Regions from separate parts of the Canis lupus genome. Here region 2 is linked to region 1. The links are chromatin contacts, called in public Hi-C maps. All regions are on one chromosome and are shown on one strand. The core of a region is the stretch at or near the end of the contact, and the rest is flanking DNA. Distances in the headings are between cores, read along the strand shown.

Region 1 (6,357 bases), core at 1,505-4,004:
ATTGCTTTAATGGAGATTGCTGATGTTTTTTTTTCACTAAGCAAAAACATTCTAAGAATATATATAGAGAAGAAATAATTGTTATTAAAACCACAATTGCTTTAAGTTAATTCTGCCTTCTAAGGGAGTTGCAAAATTTTTCTCCAAAATAGAAAAATGGCCCTCTTCAGGAAAATACCTTAGTAGTCTGCTATGAAGTGTAAGGACATGGAATAGGTAGGCAACGATGAGTGGAAGAGTAGGAACCTGGGAAAGAGGCTGTGAAGGCCCTGGAGCCATGAGAAGAGGGAGGAGTGAGGATGGTCTTCAGAGAGGGGGGCCTCAGGAAAAACACGGCGGGAGGTTAGGAAGCTTGAAGAGGAGAAAAGGTCAGTGAGATATTCTGAAAAGCAGAAATGACACAGAGGCTTTAAAATGAGGAATTGTCTAATATTCAGGTTTAATCCATTTGCTATGCTTTAACATGGTGTAATGTCCCTTCTCATTAATCACAACTGTCTTGTATTGGTGGTTGCTTTGGGGAATTGAAGGAAAAGAGCTTGTGTTCATGATCTGGGATGCAGTGGGATGGAGAAAACAGACCAGCAGCAGGAGGTGCGATGTGACTGAGATGATAAATATGGTGGAAACTGGGTAGATATTGGGGTATGAGTAGAAATGGAGAAACAAAATTGCATGGAGAATTTCTGATACTGTGTATGGATGGCCTTTGTGTATCTGTGTATGTGTATCTGTCTTTGTGGTGTGTCTGTGGTCTGTCTGTATATCTCAGGTGCAGTTGTCTGCATATGTGGATATATAGTCTTGTGTGTGTCTCTGTGGTGTGTTTGAATCCATTGGGTGTGCATGGAGGTGTGTGTGTGTGTGTGTGTGTGTTTGTGTGTGATCTTTGTATCTGTGGTACAGTAATGTGTGGCCTTTGTGTGTATAGTGTATGGTTTCTGTGGCTTGTGTGCATTTATCTATGTAGTGTGTATTTATGTGGTGTTTGTATGTCTGTGAGGTGTGTGTGTGGTCTTTTTGTGTATGTGTATAAGACACTGGATACCTGAATTTTAGGGAAGTTATTTTTAAACAGTTGTGTGACCTCTAGAAGGGCATCTGAAAGTAATATAGGAATTGAACAAAATCAATATGGGTAGTGGTTCTGAAAAGTATATAAATTTTCCCAGGAACTTTGATTTATTGCATATACCAGGAGATTTCTTCATTTTTAAAAAGGATTTTTATTTATTTATTCGTGAGAGACAGAGAGAGAGAGAGAGAGAGAGAGAGTGGCAGAGACACAGGCAGAGGGAGAAGCAGGCTCCAAGCAGGGAGCCCGATGTGGGACTTGATCCCTGGACTCTGGGATCAGGCCCTGAGCCAAAAGCAGACACTCAACTGCTGAACCACCCAGGCATCCCATATTTCTTCATTTTCAATGATCTTTTAACATGGTTTTAAAGTACTTGAGTATAAATTAGTGGGGCAGAACCTGGGCTCTGGTGTCCCACAGAACTGGGATTCCATTCTATTTCTACCACTTACCCGCTCTGTGGACTCTTAACTCTGAGCCCCTTTCACCTTCTAAACCCCAATCAGTTTTTATGAGGATGAAATAACATAATGTATATAAAACACTTAGCTCCTTTCATGGCATACATTAAGCACTCTAACTTTTTACCTATTATTTTATTACTGCAGGTGACATTCCTTTCTTCTTCAAAGCCTCTCTGCTGAATTCTAGAGTTCCAGCAGTGATTTCCAGAAGAATCAAAATGTTCTTCTGTGGGGGCAGAAATTCTCAGATTTAGAGTTATTTTGAGACCTTGCTATAGTGATACCTTTGGCATGCTGGCTTTCAGGTAGACCCCACCTCTGCTTGGGAACACTGCTCCTGTCGGGATGGGCATGAGAACTTCAGGAAGCTGATCTGTGTTAATTTAGATACTTTATTGTAATGTAGTAGTACAGAAGTGACATTAAGTAGTATGTTCTTTTCTATCTTTCATACTAAAGCTCTAAAAACTTTCCCAAGAGTTAAATTCACTTACTCTTCTCTCAACAGTGTGTTCATCATTAGCAATGACCTATCCTGTGTAGTGCAACAGCATTTAATTAAAAAATAAAGCACTGGCCTTCCCCCAAATGATACTTTTCCTTTATAATGCTCAAATATGGAGATTTTTGATATATTGGAGATTGCACGGTCTCTACACTCTGCATCTGAATTTCCTGTTGAGTTCATTGCTGTGGCAGGCACTGTCCTCCGGCAATAGCACAGCCACTTATAGTCTTCCTCACTGCCTGCTACAGAGACTAGAAAGACGTGCACTCATTTTCTCAAATTTCCTTACAGCAAGTGATTCAGTTCTAATCATCAAGTGATTCATATGATTCAGTGAATCATAAAGAGATGCCACCTGTGTAGTTTCTGGGGTTTGGAAGCTGATCTGGAGTAAACCTAGATGGTTTATTTCAGATGATAGCACCAGGATAAAACCTGCTTGCCCAGGGACTCTTACCTTGGAGTTATATCGGCATGTCAGATGGTCTTAGGCAGGCCAGAGTGATTCTAAACCAGCAGTCTGTTCTCCACGGACAGAGACAAAAATCAGTGACACTGTTACTTCATTTCATCTGCCTTTCTTCTCACTGATGCTATTCCCCAGCTTTGAACCTACTATTTAAATATTCCTTGAGGCCTTCTTGCTCTTTCCCAGTTCCTTTTTCTGTGAAATATATGCCAAAGAGGAGGAGGTAGAGAAATGAGTACTTCTTCAAGTCCTTTCTCCATTTTAAGAGGAAATTAAAAAAAAAATTCCATAAACAGTCATTCTATTTAGGGTCGATAAACTTGTTGCAGGTGTTAAAACACTGATTAAAAATGATATCCTTGGGATCCCTGGGTGGCGCAGCGGTTTGGCGCCTGCCTTTGGCCCAGGGCGCGATCCTGGAGACCCGGGGTCGAATCCCACGTCGGGCTCGCTGCATGGAGCCTGCTTCTCCCTCTGCCTATGTCTCTGCCTCTCTCTCTCTCTCTGGGTGACTATCATAAATAAAAAATAAAAATAAATAAAAATAAAAATGATCTTCTCATATGTGGTCATCCATCAGGCACCCACTCTGCCTTGAGGGTAGCATGTTCATTAGCATGTGGAGCATGGTGTTGGGTACATAGGGAAGTGGTACATATCAAGCATGGAAAAAAGTGAGTCTGGAAATGAGCTACCTAATCCCGCTGGAGTGAAAATAGGAAGAAAAACAAAAATTGAGTTTCGCATTAAAATGAAATGTGTGAGGGCAGGGAAAAGATTAATATTATTTAGTTGGGAAAGATGAAGACTTTTATCTTTTGCTTGCATCTGTACAATTGTTAAAAATGGTTGTGAAGAACACAGAGTTGGGTACCATATCATGGAAGATGATCTCGTTATAAGGAATCCGCAACACAGGTAATATATTTATGAACTGAGTCCTACATTTCCTATTTTCTTCTGTCCAATACATCTCTGAAATTTTTTAGGATTAGCTTCTGTGTCGACCCTAGTGTCCTAATTTCTTTCCCGCTCAGTTTCCTCTTGATCTCTGCTCTGCCAGTAGAGAAAAATACATCAAAACCTCTGTGTGGCTTCAGTGCAGAAGCTCAGGAATCAGTTACCTAGTTTGTGTTAGAATCTTAATGCTTTCATTGCTACTGTAGCCTTGTTAGAAATAGGCTTAAATTTTAGTTCTCAATTCATTTGAGACTGTGACTTTCACCCTAAGAACTGATCTTCTTTGCTTCAGGATAAGTTTTCAAACTTGCTACTGGATTCTAAGAATGATTTCTTGCTCAGATTTCATGCCCTTTGGGTTAATTCACACATCTGGGAGCAGCCTGAGATATTATTTTATTCAAATCTGCTAATTTTGAAGATTAGCAAACTGAGGTGCAGAGTTAAGTGATTCACAGTAGTTTTCACCAATAAAAGAACAAGGGCTCCTTCCACTGCCCTCTGCTGTTTTATTGATAAAAAAGGTGGGGGATGTGGACTATGCTTTTCCTTCTCTTTCTTTCATTCTGTATTTTCAAATTTTATAATTAGTAAAATTAATAAATAACAAACATATTAGATACTGTTAACACCCCAAATATACAAGGGTTAGTACCACCATTAAAGAGCCTAAAATTTAACTCTTTAATAACTGTCCTCAGAAATACTGTAATTAAAAAAAAAAAAAAAGAAATACTGTAATTAGTGAGTTTTTTCTTCGAATAGATAGTTAAACCAATGACATTAACTCTTTTGGGAAATAAGCAGACTGTTTGAGGAAGTTATCTTCTCTTCTGTGGCTTTGGTGATGTGACTTCATTCATTTCACTTTTATATTTCACATCAAGTCAGGTGGTTTCAAGAAAAGCAGTCATGGAAACAGAAACTGTTTTATGTTGTTTTGATATAATCACAGTATGAAATATATGGAAATGTGGAAGCAGATGATGTTGCAAAATCAAATGCTTAAAAGTCTAGGAACTCATCTTTGTATATAATTTTTAGAGCTGAGAGACACCAAGGAATTAATTTCATTTAATTCCTGATTCTATAGGTGAATAGACTAAGACCCATAGAGATATTTGAGAGCTTCTCCTAGATTCCATTATTAGTTAATAAATGAGTTGGGACAGAAATAATGTACACTAAAAATACTGATGCACTATATTGATTGCACAAGAAAGTATATGATAGAAAAAAACTCCTATATAGAAATCTCAACTCTGCTACTTATTTGTATAACTTTTCTGAGTCTCTTTTCTCATTCCTAAGTGTAAAAAGAAAGAAAGAAAATCTCTGTTTTTTCCCTTGCATGAGATTTTCATGTTTTTTTTTTTTTTAAGATTTATTTATTTATTTATTCATGAGAGACAGAGAGAGAGAGGAAGAGACATAGGCAGAGGAGAAGCAGGCTCCCCGCAAGAAGCCTGATGCGGGACTCAATCCCGGATTCTGGGATCACGCCCCGAGCCAAAGGCAGACGCCCAACTGCTGAGTCACCCAGGCATCCCAAGATTTTCATGTTTAATCCCTCAGTATTTAATATAGTACTTTGTACAAAGTAAATTTTATTTTATTTTATTTTTTAATTTAAACTCAATTAATATATAATGTATTATTAGTTTCAGAAGTACAGGTCAGTGATTCATCAGTCTTACATAATTCCCATCACATATGTGGCATCCTTAATGCCCATCACCCAGCTACCCCATCCCCCACACTCCCCTCCCCTCCAGCAACTCTCAGTTTGTTTCCTATGATTAAGAGTTTCTTATGGTTTGTCTCCTTCTCTGATTTTGTTGTTTATGTTTTCCTCTCTGCCCCTGTAATCCTCTTTTGTTTCTTAAATTCCACGAATGAGATATATGATAATTGTCTTTCTCTGATTGATTTATTTTGCTTAGCGTAATACCCTCTAGTTCCATCCACGTCATTGCAAATGATAAGAATTCATTCTTTTTGATGACTGAGTAGTGTTTCACTGTGTGTGTGTGTGTGTGTGTGTGTGTGTATTGTGTATATATACACATCACATCTTTATTCATCTGTCGATGGACATCTGGGCTTTTTTCATAGTCTGGCTATTGTGGACATTGCTGCTATAAACATTGGGGTGCAAGTGCCCCTTCGGATCACTCCATTTGTATCCACATCCTCGCCAACATCTGTCATTTCCTGACTTGTTCATTTTAGCCCTTCTAATTGGTGTCAGGTGGTATCTCATCGTGGTTTTGATTTGTATTTCCCTGATGCCAAGTGATATGAGCATATCTTCATGTGTCTGTTGGCCATTTGTAAGTATTGTTTGGAGAAATGTCTGTTCATGTCTTCCTGTTTCTTGATTGGCTTATTTGTTCTTTGGGTGTTGAGTTTGATAAGTTCTTTATAAATGTTTTGATACTAGCTCTTTATCTAATAAGACATTTGCAAATATCTTCTCTCCTTCTGTATATTGTCTTTTGATTTTATTGACTGTTTGGTGTGCAAAAGCTTTTTATCTTGATGAAATCCCTAAATGGTTCATTTTTGCCTTTGTTTCCCTTGCCTTTGGAGATGTGTCTAGCAAGAAGTTGCTATGACTAGGTCACAAAAGTTGCTGCCTGTGTTCTCCTCTAGGAACTTGATGGATTCCTGTCTTACATTTAGGTCTTTCATCCATTTTGAGTTTTTGTGTATGGTGTAAGAAAATGGTCCAGTTTCATTCTTCTGCATGTGGCTGTCCATTTTCCCAGTACCATTTATTGAAGAGACTTTTTTCCATTGGATATTTTTTCCTGCTTTGTTGAAGATTAGTTGACCATATAGTCGTGGGTCCATTTCTGGGTTCTCTGTTCTGTTC
Region 2 (6,357 bases), core at 2,020-4,519, 630 kb after region 1:
CATTGTAAATCATTACAATCATAAATCATTAAACACCATTTAGGAAATCGAAGACTGGGGTTTGCCCTGACTGGGAATGATTGAAAGACGAGTGGAAACAGGGCTTGTGGGTGTATTGCAGGAGGTGTTAGGGAAGTCACTTTGTGCCAGTTGCTAGGCTGTATCACCAAAATCCTGTCCAAATTAGGTCATTAGAAATACATTTGGAAGGAGCTAGAGACTTTTGCCCATGTGAAATTCCAACACAGGTCCATGCAAGTCACCTTTCTGTGTATCTTTGATTATGTAAGGTATTTCTTATGTTTTGTCCTTACGTAGCCAGCTGTGTTATTGTCATGGTGACGCTATAGGTGTGAGTGAATGAGATGTGCCATCCTCTGCCAGCCAAGCGGTTCTGTGATTCTCGGTTTCCGAGAAGGTGAAATTTCCAGCTCAGAACTTGTGTATCTGAAGGATGCCACTTGGCACCCTTCTTCTGAAGCCAAGTTGGGACTGAGTGAGACCTAATGTCTAGGGTTCAGTGTATTGATAACTCTCTACCAAGATCTCATTTGTTGCTGAGTGATGTTTTAGGCCCCAACAGGATCTATGTCCCCTTGACTTCTGCCAGCACTTCGGGGCTGACTGCTCTCTACCGTTGTGGGGGTAGAGGGGATCTGAGTGGTTTCAGTCAGGAGCCTCACTAGGTTCATTGGCCTTGCAGGGAGGACTGGGGGTGGGAGGGGGGAAAGCAAAGGAGAGGCAGGCAGGGTGGCCTTGACTCTTTTCCCAGGTGTCTTTGCTGTGTTTGAACCACAGGACTAGGGATTTAAACTTCTCCACCATATGGATCTGCATTTAGATTGCGTGATGCAACCTTCTCACATCCCTTTCCTCTCTCTATCTTTCTGCTGCCTCTTCGTTTGAATTTAATGCCAAGTTCTGCAATGCAATAGGGTCTTTGGAAAAGAGATGTAATATATTTCTACCTCGTATTATGAATTTGTTGCATATTTGGAGTCTCATTTCACCACCTCATCAGCATCCTGTGGCTTCATGAGTAGTGTCAGCAGTTGGTTTCAAATATCAAGATAAAAGCACCTACTTTCTTTTTTCATTACCACAAAGTTCTTTATTATTATAGCCTTATTTTCACTATATTCAGATGGGAGAACTCTTGATTAACTTCATTTTGCAGAATAAAATTCAGATATGGGAAAGCTCAAAAAAGGCAGTTAATTACATTCAGGTGATGGGCCTGGCTACACCAGTTCATTAGTATCAACCTGGCTGTGCACTTGAGTTTTAAGAAGTATGATGCCCCGGTCTCACCTAAGCTAATGACAACTGGCAGTCCATTAAGGAGGTGTGACGGCAAGGATATTTTAGTCTTTTCAGATGAATCTACTGGGTAAATATGGTTGAGATTGCTGCCGAATTTACTAAGAGGGCAAGATGTCATTCTCACTGTTGGAATTAGGAAATTATGGGAATGGTTGTAAAACACATTTCAAAAAATATACCTGATAATGTTAAATTAAAACTTGTTTTTGCTCTTCTTTTCAAACCAATGAGCATTTTGTTTATGAAGGTTTTTGGATAGCAACAGGTACAAGGGTTTGTCTTTATGTTTTTCATTTTAAAGATTAAAGCTTCAGGGTATTAGGACTAGAAATGCTCATGATTTGTTTCATCAGAACCTTATTGAATATATTGGTGTGTCCTGTGCTAACCCCCTTGCGTGCTGTGTTGGCAGACGACTGTGCTAACCTTAGTGATTTCCAGTGAGGTCGAGCAGAGTCCCCCCAGGGGACTATTCAGAGTCACATTCCCAGAGTAAGCCTTTTTCAAACTATACCCCATATCACATCCCCCAGCCTCCCCATTCTAAGGGTCTTAGTTAAGTACTACTACAGTAGTCAGCCTTGGTAATTGATGGGAGTGAGAGCAGACATTAGGTTGAGATCCACTTTTCTTAAAAATTTCTGTGACACTATATAAAGTATGGTATATTTTAGCCTTGACTTTAGAGCTTTATGTGGAAATGTCAGAGTAGCTGTTGCAAAAAAGCTGGGATTGGAACATTTTTGCATTTTGTCTGAAAGTTTGATGTATCTGTAGTTGGGATTCTGTCCCTTTTAGGAATAGAGTTTAGAGCAAAAAGGAAACCATTCTGTGTAAGATTTGCCCTAAAATGGCACCTCAGACTGGCCGAGTCCCTCTTGAACCACTTTGAGATTCTTCAAGTTTCTAGCTTGGCTGGATTGTTTTTGGAGCCAAAGAGACTTCTAATCATTAGCATTGGTGAGTTGTTGCTCATTAGCATTTGTGTGAACCAACAAAGGGTGTGAAACCCTAGCTTGTGGTGGGGGGAGGGTGAGAAGGATTGTTTCTCCTTGGATTAATACCAGAGTTATTTCCCTTGGTGCAGATCCATTCTTCTCTGTGTGGGAATGTTTAATGTTCATACTGTTAGGTGTGAGTCTCATTCAGAGAACTTATATTAACTACATATTTTGCTCAGCTTATATTAAAAAACCCACAAACCCAACAAAATACTCTTTGTCATGATGGTTTGCTCGGAAATTTGAAAAGGCATTCTGCTGTATGAGAGCTTTTCCTGTGGTGCAGGTCCACCGTCATTCAAGCAAAGAGTTAACTGAGGCCAGAGACGCTCCTCTGGCAGCCTGCAGGCTTTGTGCAGGAGCCAAGTTGGGGGCTGGGAGAAGCTGATATTCATTTGTTTGTGTATGAAGCTTTCATTCTCAAAGTCTTAGACATCACATACCAGGAAAGATGATTGTGAAAAGCAGGGACAAACTCAAGTGTTTCCTGGCTGTTCTGGTTGCCTCTGACACATTTAAATCTGCCTGACAGTGTTTGCCACTTGGTTGTATAAACAGGATTTTCTTCTCCAGTGGTTAGTGGGGGTTAATTATTAATGTCCAGCAGTTCTCATAAATCCTGTTATGTGAGCCCATATGTTACATGAGTCGTGAAGTACAACCTTTAGTTTGCACATCTTCAGCCCTCCCTTTCCATTGCACCATATGTAAGCTTTACCCCTGGAGTTATGTAGCTTCAGGTGATGGAATGGGCTTCGATTCTGAGAAACTTTGTGGAAGGGTTGTGCAAGAGGCCTAACTAGAAATGTCTCCCAGGACCCTGGAAGCTCCGGTCACTTCCTTCTTCTCCCTGTGGCCAGCTCCTGGGGTCTGAATATGGCAACAGCACCCCCTAGTGTGTGACAGGGCAAGGATGGGCTCCTGGTTAACGCGATGAGGAAGGAAGGGCTCTGTCTTCACAGAGTGAGCTGTGGGAAATCGGCGGCTTGCATTCATTTAACTCTACGGTTGAGCCTACATGTGCAACAGCAGCATGTCTTCTAGGTTTTGATAGCTGAGAAAGGAAGATAGAGACAGCAGGAAGATAGGGATTTAGATTATCTTACAAAGACATGAAAGCTAAGGAGAGCCCCAGGAGTGTATCAGGAGGTCACTAGGGAAGGGAGCTATTCCTAAGAACAACTTGCCATTCTCCCAAAGAATTCAAAGCTTGGCCTCCTGCGTGGAGAGGAGGATGGATAGGGCCTGGCCACAAAGGCTTTCCATTGCTGACTGACACTGGGCCTGCAGAGGGGCCAAAGCCACCTTTTAGAGTAAAACTGAAATTCCAAGTCCTCCAACAGCCGCTTAAAGGCTACTTACTAGTGTATAAATATGATCAATGGGTGTTACCTGACAACAGAGTTTTGGTCAAAGGAACTAGACTTAAGTACAGGGAGTGAACGGAGGGTAGAGATGGATTACAGAGAGAAGGGAAGAGGGATGCTTCCTTCATTTTGTTCATCTAACAAATATTTATTGTGGGGCTGCTATTCAGTGTCGGTTTCTGTTGTAGGTATTTGGGGTACAGATGGGAATAAAACAGAGTCCCTGCCCTCTTGAAGCTTATATTCTTTACATTTGCCAAGGGGCAGGTTACCACAGCTCAGTTCTCTATGCTGACATTTTAAAATGTGATTTCTTTCCAGGCAGAATGTGTTCTGAGAACATGGAAAGTATCTACTCCTCAAAATTGTGTCTGCTCCAAGTTTTCTGAAAACTCTAGCTCGAACCCCTTGTTCATTAAAGATGCGTTTTCTGAGAGAACTAACAACGAAGCCGGTGGCCTTGGCCCTGTGCTTATTGTCTGGTGAAAATGAACAACATAACAAGACTCCGAGGGCCCAGGATACTGAGGGTAGATTTGTAACTCTGGCAAAGTGTGGTCTCGGGGAGTTCGTTTTTCAGGGCCAGGGTTTCCTCATCTGTAGCAGCAGCCACATTCATTCCTGTGTCAGATCCTTTCAGCTCTCTACTTTGCACGGCAGACAGCATCTGGGAGAGCACAGAGCATGAGCACCCCTGAGAACACTGGATAATCATTTGAGGGTGGGAGCAGGACCAGATTAGACACTGAAAAAAAAAAAAAAAAAAAAGAGGGGGAGTGTGGAGGAGTGTGGTTTGACAATCAAATTTGGGCTATTTAAAGAATGTTTCTGGGGCATTTATTCCTGGGTCCAATTTCTGACTAGAAAATGTCTAAAAGGGAGGGTGGTGGTTGTGGATGTGGTTGTTGCAGATTTTGGGGGAGGTGCAATTACTTATACTTTTATAGGTCAGTTAAGTTTTGAAAATTATCTACAGAACTCCTGGTCATCGATTGTATACCTGAGCTGTATCCGCTGCTGTTAAGAGCTTTGTGGGGTGGATTTTCTTATTTCATAGTGTTTTCCCTTTAACTCTCCTGTTTAGGATAGAAGTCAAGTTCCATAGGCTGATAGTCTTTGAATCCTAGAGAGCAAGTGACCTACTTACTTACTATTGTGTCTGAAATATTCAATTAGAGTGCATTTCAGGAAATACTTTTTCAGCTTGAAATATGATTTCACTTTTGTGAAAACAGACTGCAGTAGAGAGATACCTTTTGGTTTTCTTGGCTATTCTCCTGACCTACTACTGTATGGTAACTAGACACTTATGTGCCTTCTCTCCTTGGAACAAGGCAACGTAAAGGCCACTGGCTTCTTTAGAAATGATAATACATAACTATTATCTACCTTTATAAACACATGTGATGAAGATTAATGAAAACTTTGATAGGGTTCAGAAACTTTTTAAAAAATGCGTGAGTTAATGTGCTGGGCTTTCTAACAGCTAGAACATGTTGATCCTGGTGTTTGGAGTTTTTTGGTTAGGCTTTCCTGACTTTGTGGTCCTTCTCTTTGTGAAGAATTTCAGCCTCTCAGTGAAGAGCAAAGCACTGTGTAAACAGGATTCAGGGATGGAATGTGGGTGGGGCTTTTTGTTTGCAAAATTTCCTCTTTCACAAGGCCAGCTTTTAAAGAAATAAGACCAGGGACCTAATGAAAGGCAGAAACCTTGGGTGGCTCTGGAGTTTTCGATGTGTGTGTTCTGCCCTCTGCTGGAAAAGGATCACCAAGCTGGGAAAGCTGACGGGCAAAGCTAGGGAGTCTGTGCATTCCTGGCCCCTCCATCTCTTTCCCAGGGCTGGGCAGAGTACAGCAAAGCTCATGAAATGCCATGATGCACTTGGATTTCTGATGGATGATCTTCATTCACAAGGTCCTACAGGGATTTCCTCACCAGTTGCTGAGGTTGGGGCCGGCTGCCTCAGTCTCAGACTGCTGTGGGAGCCTGTATCACAGCATCCTCTGGCCTCATTCCTCGGGATACAGGGTGTGTTGACCAGGCTTGCCTTGAGGTTCTTTTCACTGGCTTTAAGTGAAAACAAAACAAAATTTTAGATCCAACATAGGGGCCAGGGTGGCTTGTTTCATTGTGATGTCAGTACAAGAGGGCCAACTGACCTACTGAGGAAAGGAATGCCCTTTTTTCCTGAGGTTATAATCTCTTTATTTTCCAGTGCTAAAAGCTCTTTTACAAAATGATGGTAATAGTTGAGGGTTATCACCTTAAGCATATATTTGCTCACCAAAAGAAAAAGCAACTGTAGGTCAGTTCCCTAATTCTTTAAAAACATTTTCTTGTCTATGAAATCCCAATGCCTGGGCAAATGTGGTTTTGCTATTCCCTGTGGTCTCACCTTTCCCTTCATGTGACAGTTTAAGTGGAAAAGTGGGGTCAACAATCCTCAATTATAACTTCCATATTATCCCTGGCAAATTCTCCATGGATTTTTCCATGCCGTGACCCACATAGAAACGCAAAAATAATAGTGTGGTAGAATGAGGATAGTGTCTCTTCATTAACTGGGTCGCTACTTTATAGATGAATTTTTGTCTGTAGTGAATGCTTGGCCTGGTTTCACACCCCTTTGGATCATTTTCTTTCTCTGGAGTTCTGGATGGAATGT

The links. A called contact is a pair of places that touch in the nucleus more often than the background predicts.
Region 2: a contact with region 1 is called in a Hi-C map of skin fibroblasts, with 2.6 times the contacts expected there. The contact joins the enhancer-like site here to the promoter of GPR33 in region 1. A contact is called at or near these places in 4 of 9 Hi-C or Micro-C datasets (amygdala, blood, liver and 1 more).

What each region holds. Positions count from the first base shown.
Region 1 is chr8:10,867,713-10,874,069 of UU_Cfam_GSD_1.0, forward strand. It overlaps GPR33 (probable G-protein coupled receptor 33), which reads right to left and starts at 2,755. Exons shown (of 2, transcript XM_038544027.1): 1 at 2,508-2,755. All of the region lies in intron 2 of LOC119872986 (a long non-coding RNA gene), which reads left to right.
Region 2 is chr8:11,493,357-11,499,713 of UU_Cfam_GSD_1.0, forward strand. No RefSeq gene overlaps it. Among named protein-coding and RNA genes, the nearest start is that of AKAP6, 51 kb to the right of the region's middle. Within about 2 kb of position 3,270, at least 6 of the 20 cell types and tissues checked have an H3K27ac peak or open chromatin away from gene starts, as enhancers often do.